Regions from separate parts of the Zea mays genome. Here region 2 is linked to region 1. Evidence: chromatin contacts called from public Hi-C data. All regions are on one chromosome and are shown on one strand. The core of a region is the stretch at or near the end of the contact, and the rest is flanking DNA. Distances in the headings are between cores, read along the strand shown. Region 1 holds the start of LOC542032 (m15 protein). Region 2 holds the start of LOC100279325 (meiotic recombination protein SPO11).

Region 1 (6,942 bases), core at 313-2,812:
GTGCAGCATGGGGCTTGCGATATAAGCATGCCCTACCGGAGTTCAGGTTCAGCATCGTCAATCGTCGGTCAAGAGTAAAGACAAGCTAGCATAGTTGCTTGTGGCAGTGGACAAAGACTCCATATATGATATATCTATACCATGTGGTGCGGCCACAGGTACTCGGAAAGGGGGCATAAGAAAAAAAATGGAAGGACGAAGAAATACTCACGCAAATTACTCCCTCCGTCTCAGGATATAAGGCGTAACCACTTTTTATTCTTGTCCCACAATATAATGCGTGCTCTCTCTATGCATACGTATATCGATGCAGTGGTATAGAGACAATTAAATGTATTTCTTGGTCTTTGAACCAGAGGTGGTTACGCCTTATATACTAGGACGGAGGGAGTACTGCGGAAGTGGGAATAAATAATTAATGATGCTGCCAGTCTTGAATGAGAAAAATCCAAAAGATAATACTCTCCATGTAATCCCCAGTCGTTCCCGCACGACAAAGATATAATACTAACTATGTTCTCAAATATTTGTTCGTCTGTTTAAATTAAACGACGACAAATAAAAAACGGATGAGGTATTATATATAAAATAAGTACGCATACTGATTAATTGTGCTTGAGTGCGAGATTGGTATCACCGTTCCGTGGTAGGAGTCAACCCAGTCAAGCAATTAGGACATGCAGCTAGCATGGCAGTAAAGATTTTCCCCAAACATAGCAGTACCAACGCCATCCCAGCGAAAGCGAAACATAAAATCACCTATCTAGCTAGACTGTATAGCCGTTCGTCGTTTGTCTATCCAATAACCCAAAGCCCAAAAACTATCAACAAATTCGAACAGACAATTACGGAGCACCGTAATCCATAGCTTCAAACAGCTTCGAAATTAAATGGTGCAGCATGCAGCGGAACCGTGCCGAAACGTAAGCAGCGGAGCCGAGAGGGTACGTACCATGAATCGGTGGAATACTCGTAGAGCTTCCCTTTGGTGGAGAAGATGATGAGCGCGACCTCGGCGTCGCAGAGCACGGAGATCTCGTGCGCCTTCTTGAGCAGCCCCGAGCGGCGCTTGGAGAAGGTCACCTGGCGGTTGATCTTGTTCTCGATCCGCTTCAGCTGCACCTTCCCGCGCCCCATCGCCGCCGCCGCCGCCTGCTCCCCCTCTTGATCTCAACCGAAATCCTGGCTAGCTCCCTCTCCGCTAGGACAACCTTATCCTCTAAGAACAGGCGCCGCCGCCGCCGATGACGACGACGACAGCAGCTATAGAACTAGCTAGCTACCTTCCTTGTTCCTTACGAGAGGCTTGATTGACGGGATAGGTAAGCCTAAGGCTGGATAGTTGTAGACGGTAGGCGCTGGCGCTATGGCGCCGGCGAGAGCATAACGTCACAGCTAGCTGCGGCGGCGGAGAGAGAGGACTCAAAGGAGAAGGTGAGGTGATAAGGGGACCGGCCGGGAGGTGCGGATTTAAAGCGAGTGATGCGCGTTGCCCCGACTTGATCGGAGGGGAGGGGAGGAGGGAGCACTGGAGCAGTGAGGGGGTATCGCGAAACCGGGATGGGTTCCGAGGCTGCCGTTGTCGAACTCCCATTAGCCGATGCCCCGCGGCCGGACCCGTCGGGCCCCACCGCATCTCCCATCACAAGGCCCCACTGCCTGGGCCAGCGTCCTTCCTCGTACGGTCGAAACCGGATCCATTCCAATCTCGCAGCTAGTCGCAGCTAGCCTCTGGCACGAAGTGAAGTTTAAGAGTATATTTGATTTCTAGGTATTAATTTTTAATCTCTCTATTTTATTATAGTATAAAATTGTCAAATATAAAATCTAAAACTTAATTTCAGTTTTTGTATTTGTCAATTTAGGGACTGAATAAGAATAAAATTGAGGGACTAAGTCTTTAGAAACCAAATACTCTCTAATTAATACTTCTTCTGTCCCAAAATATAGTTCTATTGCTCTTTTTCTATCTACATTCGAATAGAAGATAATGAATGTAGATATACATACAAAATACATTCATAAGTTAATTAATAAATATGTAATTAGCGTTAAAATGAATTATATTTTAGTATAGATAGAGTAATATGTAGTCTATAGTTGGTTTGTGATGTTGTCATGTCACGTATAGACAATCATTTGTATAATAACTCTTCGAGGATACCGGTTGTATATTTAATATTTGGTCAACCCCTCTCTCTCTCTAACAGGGAGTCTTTGGAGTCCGTGTCCAACCCACTCTCAGTTGGCTACTAGCGAGCAACCCAATTTTTTTCTCCACTTCTCTTTGTTCCACATTTTTAAATCTGACGTGGCGTCTCATGTAGTCCATCTACATCACCTTATTACACTTGCTATCATAACCAAAAGATGTTGGCAAGGGCAGCCACTATTTTTCCCTTCACTATCTATCTATGTTGTCCTAGTCATTCCTGGAGTAGAGTAGTGTATTTTAAAAAAAATCTCACTGAAATCGTTGTTGTCACTTGCTTTATCGAATTCGTTTGTGGAACCGATTTTTGGCGGCGTTTGGTTCCCAAGAGATCTTGAGAATCTGGATATTGCATAAAATCCAATGGAAAATTCATTATCAGGTTATATTTTTTTGATACTGGAAACAATAGTTCCGGTTTTAGCAAGATAATGTGTACAACTGTTATATGTCAATTATTGCATCAATGGACTGTTGCTTGAATAATGAAACTAACTCAAACAAACAAAATAATGTGGCCATGGATAACACTAGCCATCCTCATTTTTTGCATTTGTGCGCCATCCATGATTCTCAAGGACTTCCATCGCCACCACTTCCAAAGCTCAACACACATTGGGGATTTATTGATGTGTTTCATCCTTCTATAGAAGCCTCTAGAATATGAAGCAGTGAGTACCTCTGACAACGACCTGCATAAATGATGGAATTGGTTTATGATTAAAAGCCATCTCATTTCGAGTGAGCCAAATAGACCAAAATAAGGCTGATATTCTAGTGAGTAATATTTTTTATACCAAACCACTATTACTTTTCCAAGACCCGATAATATGATTAATGCTAACGAGCATACCTATTTTTAATGTAAAGTATTTTTTCTCCATATGCTTTTGGCATTATATCAATAAAAAATAGGTGGTGTATACTCCCATTTTAGTTGCAAAAGCTACAAGTTATGCTAACTTGGCATCGCCTTCTTTCTAAATTATCTTTAGTGAGGATCGCTCCCCGACATAAATTCCATAAAAAACCTTTTATTTTCAAGGGGAGCTTAAGTTTCCAAATCATCTTATTTCGATTGTTGTTGGGATAATTCATCAAAAAATGCTACATAGATTGTTCTGAGAAAATCCATTCTTATGGTCGTCCCAAACAAATTTGTCCCTAGACGGATTCAAAATAGCTGTAGCTAGCAAGCTTAACATGTTGTGCCATTCCACTAATTTAATTCCCATAATTGTTCGAAAAAAGATAAATTAAGTTTCGTATCTGAAAAAATGTTTATAACCAAGGCCAATTTGTTACGGATTGTATTAAAAAGGTTCGTGAATTTCTCACTAAGAGGTAGACTGGTTAACCATTTATCGTTCCAGATTCTGATAGCTTGACCATCCCTCACTTGAAAGTGACCCCATCTAAGGAATTGATACTTAATATTTATTAGACCTGACCAGAAGTGTGAATCACCTAGTCTTCTAGATAATTGAGTAAGGATTTATCTTCTAGGTATTTATTTTTGAGTATCTGTTGCCACATCCTATCCTCATTGAGTAATTTGTAGAGCCATTTGTTGATTAAGAAAATATTTTTTACTGCCAGATTAGAGACACCTAAACCTCCTATCGATTTGGGTTGACAAACAATGTGCCACCTAGGCAGCCTATACTTCATTTTACAGCTTCCTCCCTGCAAAAAGAATCTGGACCGAGTAGCAACCAGCTTCTTCAAGATGTCCGTCGGAATATCAAAGAAAGACATTATAAAGATAGTCAAACTACTTAACAGAGAATTAAGTAATACCAGTCATCCTCCTGAAGATAGAAATTTGGTCTTCCATGTACTAAGCCTCTTTTTGAACTGGTCTACAACACCATGCTAGTCACTATTTCTCAATGTTCGATGAGTCAGATGAATTCTAAGGTATTTGAACGGCATTGTCCAAATTCCACAACCAAATAAATGTGAGTATTGCAATTCATATGCCTTAGGCAACTCGTAACAAAATAACTTACTTTTGTGGAAGTTTATTTTTTGTCCGGATATTTTCTCAAAAAGAGTAAAAAGAAGTTTGATATTCCGAGCATGCTCAAGATTGTGGTCCAAAAAAACCACCGTATCATCAGCACATACTGAAGGATGGACAAACCTTTCGGAATCAAATGCGGAACAATACATAGACTCTGTGATATTCTGGCTCCAAATCCAATACAGAATTCGGGAAGTGTTTGGTTTGTAACAAGATTGTAATAAAGATGAGGTATGAAAACAAACAAGTCGGATCAAAGCCTAGAAACAGTAGAAGGTCCTTTATCATTTCTAATTTTGCAGAGTGTGGTGCACATGCCCAAGCATGGGATATTTCAGGTCGTTTGGACTTTGGAGCGTGCGGCTGGTCGTTTTTGTTGCTTTTTTTAAACGCGCCGTGCGCCGTGCACGTGATGAAAGCTGCGGCGGGGGGGGGGGGGGGGGGGGGTGGGGGGGGGGGGGATGGGGCGTGCGTCTCCGGGACGGGAGCAGGGCACGACGGGACATAAATGTTTGGGCAAAACGGGGAAGGGGAGCAGCAGCAGTGGCGGAGCCTGCAGCCTGGAAGCGAAGCTGATAGAGAGGGGAGAAATTAAAAGACATGACACGTGAACGTGAAGTGGTGCAGCAGGGCATAGCCGCACCCGCATGCTATGGCTAGCTGACTGTGCAGGAGGGGCGAGGCCATACGACGACGGGGACGGGCCAGTGCGCGACACCGGTGGCTGTCTGCTCTGCACGAGCACGATGATGCGGCGCCTACATGTCTACAGAAACAGTGCTGTCAGCGAGCATGACAGCTCGCCTAGACCACCGCGGCGACCGTCGACGCAACGCAACGAGAACCCGGCAACCGACCGATTGAGGCGCCTGCCTGAGAATGCATTTGTTCTTGCCAAATGCCAAGTGTGTCGACCCATGCATGGCACAGGCGCGTTAGTCACAGGGGTAATCCTTGGATTCCATTTGCGAGCGTGCGTACGTGTACGTACTCGGGAAACCTACTGACGTGGACGCATGACGCATCCTCCTCAGCGCGGTTGGACTTGGGGTACGCGAAAGCCAGCTCAGACAAAAGCCCTGCCATGATGGATGGTTGGGGGCGCGAAGAGCGTCTCGTCATGAGTCAAGACCGGCATAATCTGAACCAGGAATCGCGAGGCAATGATGGATACGTGAAGTACGTGGCACGTGCAGGATGAGTTAATAAGTAGGGTAGAGCTGAGGCCGGACAATAATACACACGTAGGGGAGCCGAGACGATGGATGCCCCCAATGATGCGGGTGCGTCCCAACTCCTGTGTACGTCGCATCGCAGCTACAGATCTAGATGAACAAAGGATTACTCCATTTTTTATGCATTTCAAACTCACGTAGGGTCCCCTTAGTTCCTTTGGTCTAGGAAACTAGTAAAGTTTAGCCCCTCACTGCGTTATTTAGTTACATGGACCAAAAGTACTCACACCCTATTAAATGACTCGTAAGAAGATCAAAATGCTCTTTACCATTCTCTCGTCATTATTCTTCTTCCACTGCAACATAAATAAACGAGGGATAAGATATATAATTAATATGATTTAACTTCTTTTAGTCACTCCTTGAGAGACTAAGGACCAAAGAAGTTTAGGCCCCGTTTGGTTAGAGGTTTAGTCCCTCGTTTTTAGTCCCGTTTAGTCTTTATTTTGCCAAACGGAAGGACTAAAGTAGGGATTAATTGGCTTTAGTCTCTAGTCCCTCACATGGGTGCTAAAAGGGACTAAAAGGCAACATTTACTTCAATTACCCTTACTAGAAAACTGGTGTCAAACAAAAAAGGGCATTTTGGTCTTTATGTGTTGCATTTAATGTATTTAGAATCTGTTTAGTCCCTACAACCAAACAGGGTAGGGACTAAAATTTAGTCCCTAGACTAAACTTTAGTCCTAGGACTAATGAAACCAAACGGGACCTTAGTTTCTATTTTAGTCCCACTTTTTGCCAATTTAAACACTAAAATCCATAAACTAATCTTTAGTCCCTAGAACTAGTCAAGCCTGTACTACACTGAAGATGGATAATTCATTTGTGCTCCTTCAAATGCAGAGCTCTCAACATGTATTAATAGAGAAGAGCGACATACAACAACGCCCAACAAAAAATGGTCACCTTAATTTACAATGAAAGTAACAACTAGGGATGGCAACGGGTCGGGTTTGGGTCGGGTGGAGCAAAAACCCGCCCGCGACCGCACCCGCGAAATGTGACCAAACCCGCCCGCAGCCGCACCCGCACCCATCGGGTTTCGGGTGGGTTTCGGGTCCCCGTCGGGTTTTCCATTACATAGCAATATAGCATGTTCAGCAAAAATATAATTGGAAGTCAGAAAAAAACAGCAATACACATGCTAGTAGTGACAATAGTCCACAAATTACAAATATATAAAGCACCCCATGAGAATACAAGTGCACACAAATACATCACACGGCAGTACGGCACCAAATACAGACCAACATTGATTATCCATAGAACCATATAGCTATATCTAGCACACCAGCAAATACACGTATACATAGCACAACAACAAATACACTTATACACTCTAGCTGTCCAGCACATGTCGCCAGGAGCCCAGGAGGCCAGGACAACACAGCATACGGCCATACTTCAAGCACACCCATACGGCCATACTTCAAGGCTCAACCACACCCATACGGCCATACTTCAAG
Region 2 (6,635 bases), core at 2,647-5,146, 140 kb before region 1:
CTCTGTGGTTCTACCCTCAGGGCTTCCCATGGTTGCCATGCACAGTACATGGCAAACATGGGTTCTGTTGCATCGCTTGTGATGTCAGTCACTATAAACGACGATGAGGAGGAAGATGGGGATACCGACAGTGACCAACAACCGAAAGGCAGGAAGCTGTGGGGGCTGGTCGTCTGCCATCATACAAGCCCGAGGTTTGTCCCTTTCCCGCTAAGGTACGCTTGCGAGTTTCTCTTGCAAGTATTTGGCATACAGCTCAGCAAGGAGGTGGAACTGGCTGCTCAGGCAAAGGAGAGGCACATCCTCAGAACGCAAACCCTTCTTTGTGATATGCTCCTGCGGGATGCTCTTGTTGGGATATTTACCCAGTCACCTAATGTGATGGATCTAGTAAAGTGCGATGGAGCTGCATTGTATTATCAGAACCAGGTTTTGGTGCTCGGATCAACACCGTCCGAGTCAGAGATTAAGAGCATTGCCACATGGCTGCAGGAGAACCATGATGGTTCAACTGGGCTGAGTACTGACAGCTTAGTGGAAGCGGGTTATCCTGGTGCTGCTGCACTCCGTGAAGTCGTGTGTGGCATGGTGGCCATTAAGATCTCTTCCAAAAATTTTATCTTCTGGTTCCGATCACACACAACAAAGGAGATCAAGTGGAGTGGGGCTAAGCATGAACCGTTTGACGCAGATGACAATGGCAGGAAGATGCATCCACGATCTTCATTCAAGGCCTTCTTGGAGGTGGTTAAATGGAGAAGTGTTCCCTGGGAGGATGTTGAAATGGATGCTATCCATTCTTTGCAGTTAATATTACGTGACTCCCTGCAAGGTGAAGATGCCAACAGAAACAACATCAGGTCCATTGTAAAAGCTCCATCTGATGATATGAAGAAGTTACAGGGGCTACTTGAACTAAGAACAGTTACAAACGAGATGGTCCGCTTAATTGAGACAGCAACTGCCCCTGTCTTGGCTGTTGACATTGCCGGTAACATAAATGGATGGAACAAAAAAGCTGCAGAACTAACAGGGTTACCTGTAATGGAAGCCATAGGGAGGCCTCTGATAGATCTTGTTGTTGCTGATTCTGTTGAAGTGGTTAAGCAGATTTTGGACTCAGCTTTACAAGGTTTGTCACTATGCTTTCAGTCGATCTTTTTGTGGTTCCCAGCTTAATCTGAACGTGTCCATTTTTTTCTATGACAGCTTAGTGTCTCCTTGTGTTTCAGGAATTGAAGAGCAAAATCTGGAAATCAAGCTTAAAACATTCCATGAACAGGAGTGTTGTGGTCCAGTTATCTTGATGATTAACTCCTGCTGTAGTCGGGATCTTTCAGAGAAAGTCATTGGAGTTTGCTTTGTAGCACAAGATTTGACCAGGCAGAAGATGATTATGGATAAGTATACTAGGATACAAGGAGACTATGTTGCCATAATAAAGAACCCCAGTGAGCTCATCCCTCCCATATTTATGATCAATGATCTTGGTTCCTGCTTAGAGTGGAATAAAGCTATGCAGAAGATTACTGGTATGAAGAGGGAAGACGCGATAAATAAGTTGTTAATTGGGGAGGTCTTCACGCTCCATGATTATGGCTGTAGGGTGAAAGATCATGCTACTCTAACGAAACTTAGCATACTGATGAATGCAGTGATTTCTGGTCAGGATCCAGAGAAGCTCCTGTTTGGTTTCTTCGGCACAGGTGGGAAGTATATTGAATCCTTGCTGACAGTGAACAAGAGAACAAATGCTGAGGGTAAAATCACTGGCGCTCTTTGCTTTCTGCATGTGGCTAGCCCAGAGCTTCAGCATGCTCTTGAGGTCCAGAAAATGTCTGAACAAGCTGCTACAAACAGCTTTAAAGAATTAACTTACATTCGTCAAGAATTAAGGAACCCACTCAATGGCATGCAATTTACTTATAACTTATTGAAGCCTTCCGAATTGACAGAGGATCAGCGGCAACTTGTTTCATCTAATGTTCTGTGTCAGGACCAGCTGAAAAAGATTTTACATGACACTGATCTTGAAAGCATTGAACAGTGGTAAGTTCTGTATTGTCCGAATCATCTGTAGCAATGTTGATTTAATTATTTGTGTCGTTTTTGTGGCAGTTCTAGAAGGGATCTATAAACAGCATACACTATACATAAAGATATATACTTGCTTTCATATTCACATGATTAGAATTGCTCAGACATGAATTTTTTGTTCATTGTACTAATGCTTTGTAGTGCTAAAGATGTATACATATGAAAAGGCTGACCAGTTCAGTTATACATGCATGGCAATTTTTTTAAACTATTGGTAAACAAATTCTTGCTGTTACAGCTATATGGAGACGAACACAGTAGAGTTCAACCTTGAGGAAGCTCTGAATACGGTCCTGATGCAAGGCATTCCTTTGGGCAAGGAAAAACGTATTTCTATTGAACGTGATTGGCCTGTGGAAGTGTCACACATGTACATTTACGGGGACAATATAAGGCTTCAGCAGGTCCTAGCAGATTATCTGGCTTGCGCCCTTCAATTCACACAACCAGCTGAAGGACATATCGTGCTCCAGGTCATTCCCAAGAAGGAAAACATTGGGTCTGGCATGCAGATTGCTCATTTGGAATTCAGGTAATACGGCACTCTCATCTTGGTCTTTCGATAGCTGTTCTTGAACTGAAAGGATGATTTGACAAATAAGTGAACTACTAAATTGTACATCTAGTTTCTATTAACTCAGCACAACTCCAACATTTGTCTCTTGTAAATAACTTTCGCAGTGCTCCTAATTGTGTTAGTTATAATCCACGAAAAGGATTGTATGTTGACAAGGAACAGATAAGACCTAATGCTAGCAAATTCACTTCTGAACATCTTAACTCCTAAAAAAAATTCGACCTTCTCACGTAGGTCAAGAAAACCCTGAACCCCTGTCACATCCATACAAAGTGATATTATAGCCCATGTGAGAACGACCGGGACCGGTCCTTAGACCTCTGCTTACTCAGCTTAAAATTCGCTCCCACGAGGAGTCGAATCTATCCTGGTCACTGCACCAGCCAAGATGCAGTGATACATGTCACTTCAGGCATGTAGTTACACTTTGCAGTTTGAAACAATGGAAATGATCCCTGTGTAAAATTGGCGCTATCCCTGCCATTCTATATACACTGCAATGTGGCGAATGCGAGTATTGGTGGTGATGGGAGCTGTGTAACTGATTGACTCAATGTGCAGGATTGTCCATCCAGCTCCAGGCGTTCCAGAGGCCCTGATACAGGAGATGTTCCAGCACAACCCAGGGGTGTCCAGGGAGGGTCTCGGCCTGTACATAAGCCAGAAGCTGGTGAAAACGATGAGCGGCACGTTGCAGTACCTACGAGAAGCCGACACCTCTTCGTTCATCATCCTGATAGAGTTCCCGGTCGCCCAGCTCAGCAGCAAGCGGTCCAAGCCTTCGCCAAGTAAATTCTGACACTGATGCTCCTGGAACTGCAGTGACGGTTCGGCCGTGTCAAATTCTCGGGTGTAGGGTGTACCTCTGGCCAAGTGACTGATATTCTGAAAAACATACGGACTTCTAGTATAGGAGAAGAGGAATCCTAATCCTAGTAATTATATCTTAGTAGATATGTGCTTAGTCTCTTGTTAATTTTTTGTCTTGAGAGGACTATATATACTGATAAAGTGATAATTTATTCAGAGAATAAAGAATGGGCTCCATGCTTTGTCTATGTATTCTCTTCTTGAGGGCAATTTACGCCTCTTGAGAAGGGTGGCTTCGTTGTTGGGCTCTTGAAGGCCCACGCAGTCCAACGGAGCCCACTAAGCCTAATTCTGTTTCTTCGCGATCGATTAGCTGATTAGCTCCATGGCGGCTTCGAAAAAATCAAAATAAAAAACTAGCGCCATGGCGGGGAGGGATAAGAGGCGACGAGCGGCGCCGCTCGAAGGCGACGAGCAGCAGTTGCGGCGGAGGCTGGAGGAAGCGGCGCTCCTCCTCCGCAGGATCAAAGGTTTTGTTACTCATCTCCTCGATCGCCTGCCCTTAAATCTTCCCTCTCTCCTGTAGCGTCTGGAGCTGACGCGCGGTTGGGGATGGTGCAGGGCTTGTGCGCTGGATCGTCGAAGAGGTTGCCGCCGGCCGCTCCCCGTCTATAGTGCTCCACCGGTACCGGAACTATTGCTCCTCCGCCGACTCTGCGTCCCCGTCCCCATGGTTTAGCTTCCGCGCCCGCTCCCGGGATCATCTCCTTCCCGACCAATTCACCGTCACATCCCTCGAACAATTTTCACCCAAATGTGTGACATCCGTAGACCCTGGGCGCGCGCTCGTGCGTGATTGCAGTGCCTGCAGCTACGACATCCCCGTCGGCACGGACGTCCTCTCTCTGCTCCACAAGGACTACCACACCTCCCGCCTCAGTACGAATACATCTAAATCTTTGCATTTATGTGATCACACTAATTACTTTCTGATGCGTTGTTCATGCGTAGATGTGCTCCTGAGGGTGCTGTTCGTGGTGCAGCAGCTCCTGCAGCAGAACAAGCACTGCTCCAAGAGGGACATCTACTACATGTACCCCTCCATCTTCGTAGGTCTGTGCTCAGTAGGTGCAATGTTTGCTCCTCATTCCATTATACGGGATTACTAGAATTTGCACATATCTTGGCTCCCTGCAGAAGTAGCAGTTGTTGACCGTGCCATCAACGATATCTGCATACTCTTCAAGTGCAGCCGGCACAATCTCAACGTGGTAGGTCCATAGGTGCCACTAGTCTGCTGTCTTCCCTGAAGCTTCCATTGTGTATTGTAGAAAGGACTTGTGCCATCAACGATATTTGCTCCTTCACTAATATGCAGCACCATGACTATTACATACTGTCTTAATTTCATAACCTTTTATCTGACTGAATACTGTGCTCCCTTGGCTCTCTGCAGGTTCCTGTAGTGAAAGGGTATGAACTGTCATAGAGTTGAAGCTCTGAAGATATGTCCGTTTGTTATTCTTCTATTATTTTACAACGCTTCATTTTTTTATAACTTAAATAAACCCGTTTTTTTTTGTTCCTTAATCATCCTGTGTGCTTCTCACCATTATATAAAGAAAGATGATTTGGATGTGTTTGATGAGCTAGTGGGGTTGGGAACCTGGGATACCGTTCTTTCAATGTAGTCTTAGCCGTATAGGTTTATGCATATGAAGAGGAGGAAGAAATGATGCCATGATGGATCTGTTGTTCTTCCCAGTGTCAGTTCACAACTTTGAGATATATTTTTTTTGATACAGAACATGTCTGAATTCATGAAGAGTTCTCTTTGGTTTATCTGAATAAAAAATCAATATAGCATAAGTGTTAACTAAATTCACTATAGGAATTTGGAAATTCTATATGATTTCCGTATTACACTTGCTGTTACTTGCATTGTTTTTGCTAGGTTTGCGATGTTATATTCATAGAACTATTTGTTATTTATTCAGTTGTTTAATTGTGTGCACATGTCTATTCCCTTCATTATCCTAGTTTGGTGATGGGCTGGATAAGATTTATGGAGGGCGAAAAGAAAGTGTATTGTATAACAAGCGTCAATGCTGTAAGCTTTTATGTTCTCTGCCCCCTAATTTTGCTAACTGGTCTATTGATAAGATTTCATTTAATTTGTTTGCTTTACCTTCTGTATATTCAGGCTTTCTCCATTCCTGTTGACATTGAGGCAATCAAAGGTTTTTCCATCAACTTTAGGAACACAACCCCTTTGTGCTTTTGTGAAATGTGTAGAAGGGAGGGGGTAGTGAAAAATCAACTCTTTCCTTGATGTTTTGAAGCACACTGGGCAAAAAGTCACTGATCATTTTTTGCTCTTAAATGGTACCATAGATCTTCAATTTTTTGTTTCTTTTTTTAAAAGAAATTCATAATCTTACATTCTGAATTAAATAACTACTCCCCCTCTTCCAAGTTATAGTTTACTACTTCACTCTAGCTTTGTCCCAAATCAAACCTCTCTAACTTCACTTTAGTTATATGTTTTGATAAGAGAAGATATCCGGTGCACATGAAAGATTGGTGCACATGGTGCACATATTAAATCATCACCACTCAATTTAGATCTAACGTCTCTAGTTGTTTGGTATATTTTGCTAAGGACACCCTCCAACGTGGTGGTGTGTAGTGATGGAAGGTATTATTTGTAAATTGAATGATCAACTAAAGACGTTAGATATAAAATAAGTGGTGGTGATTTAATATGTGCACCATATGCACCAGATATGTCCTCTTTTGATAATGCATTTATTGAACTTCTAGGTGATAATATATTGTTCTAAAACTTGATCAAAGTTAGAGAAGTTTGACTTAGGACAATGCTAAAGTGAAGAATTATTTGAAACATCGGGAGTACCTTTTATCTTTTCCAGTCAAATTTTGTAATTGAGATATTATATGGTTGTTTAACAACTCGGATTTAGACGTGCCTACACCAGTACACCTCTATAGCAAAGCTTTTGATTTCCTCCCTTGATACCCTGAATTGCATTATAGTGAGCTGAAGTTGTCTTATTCTTTCTTCTCTTGCAGATGTTGTTAGTGTTGCCCACTACATACTTGTGGTTGAGAAGGAGACAGGTCTTTTTTT

The links. Hi-C and Micro-C count contacts between places; a contact is called where the count stands out from the background.
Region 2: a Hi-C map of tassel shows a contact between it and region 1, with 3 times the contacts expected there. The contact joins the promoter of LOC100279325 here to the promoter of LOC542032 in region 1. A contact is called at or near these places in 16 of 25 Hi-C or Micro-C datasets (bundle sheath, leaf, leaf mesophyll and 4 more).

What each region holds. Positions count from the first base shown.
Region 1 is chr5:7,416,577-7,423,518 of Zm-B73-REFERENCE-NAM-5.0, reverse strand. LOC542032 (m15 protein) reads right to left here and starts at 1,562. Exons shown (of 8, transcript NM_001111677.2): 1 at 953-1,562. The coding sequence starts at 1,137.
Region 2 is chr5:7,555,512-7,562,146 of Zm-B73-REFERENCE-NAM-5.0, reverse strand. It overlaps LOC100279325 (meiotic recombination protein SPO11), which reads left to right and starts at 3,896. Exons shown (of 15, transcript NM_001360965.1): 1 at 3,896-4,014; 2 at 4,106-4,217; 3 at 4,347-4,423; 4 at 4,496-4,597; 5 at 4,682-4,755; 6 at 4,941-4,957; 7 at 5,525-5,594; 8 at 5,688-5,724; 9 at 6,578-6,625. The coding sequence starts at 3,909. LOC100192976 (phytochromeC2) reads left to right here. Exons shown (of 4, transcript NM_001138150.1): 1 at 1-1,132; 2 at 1,233-2,049; 3 at 2,336-2,629; 4 at 3,236-3,473. The coding sequence ends at 3,473.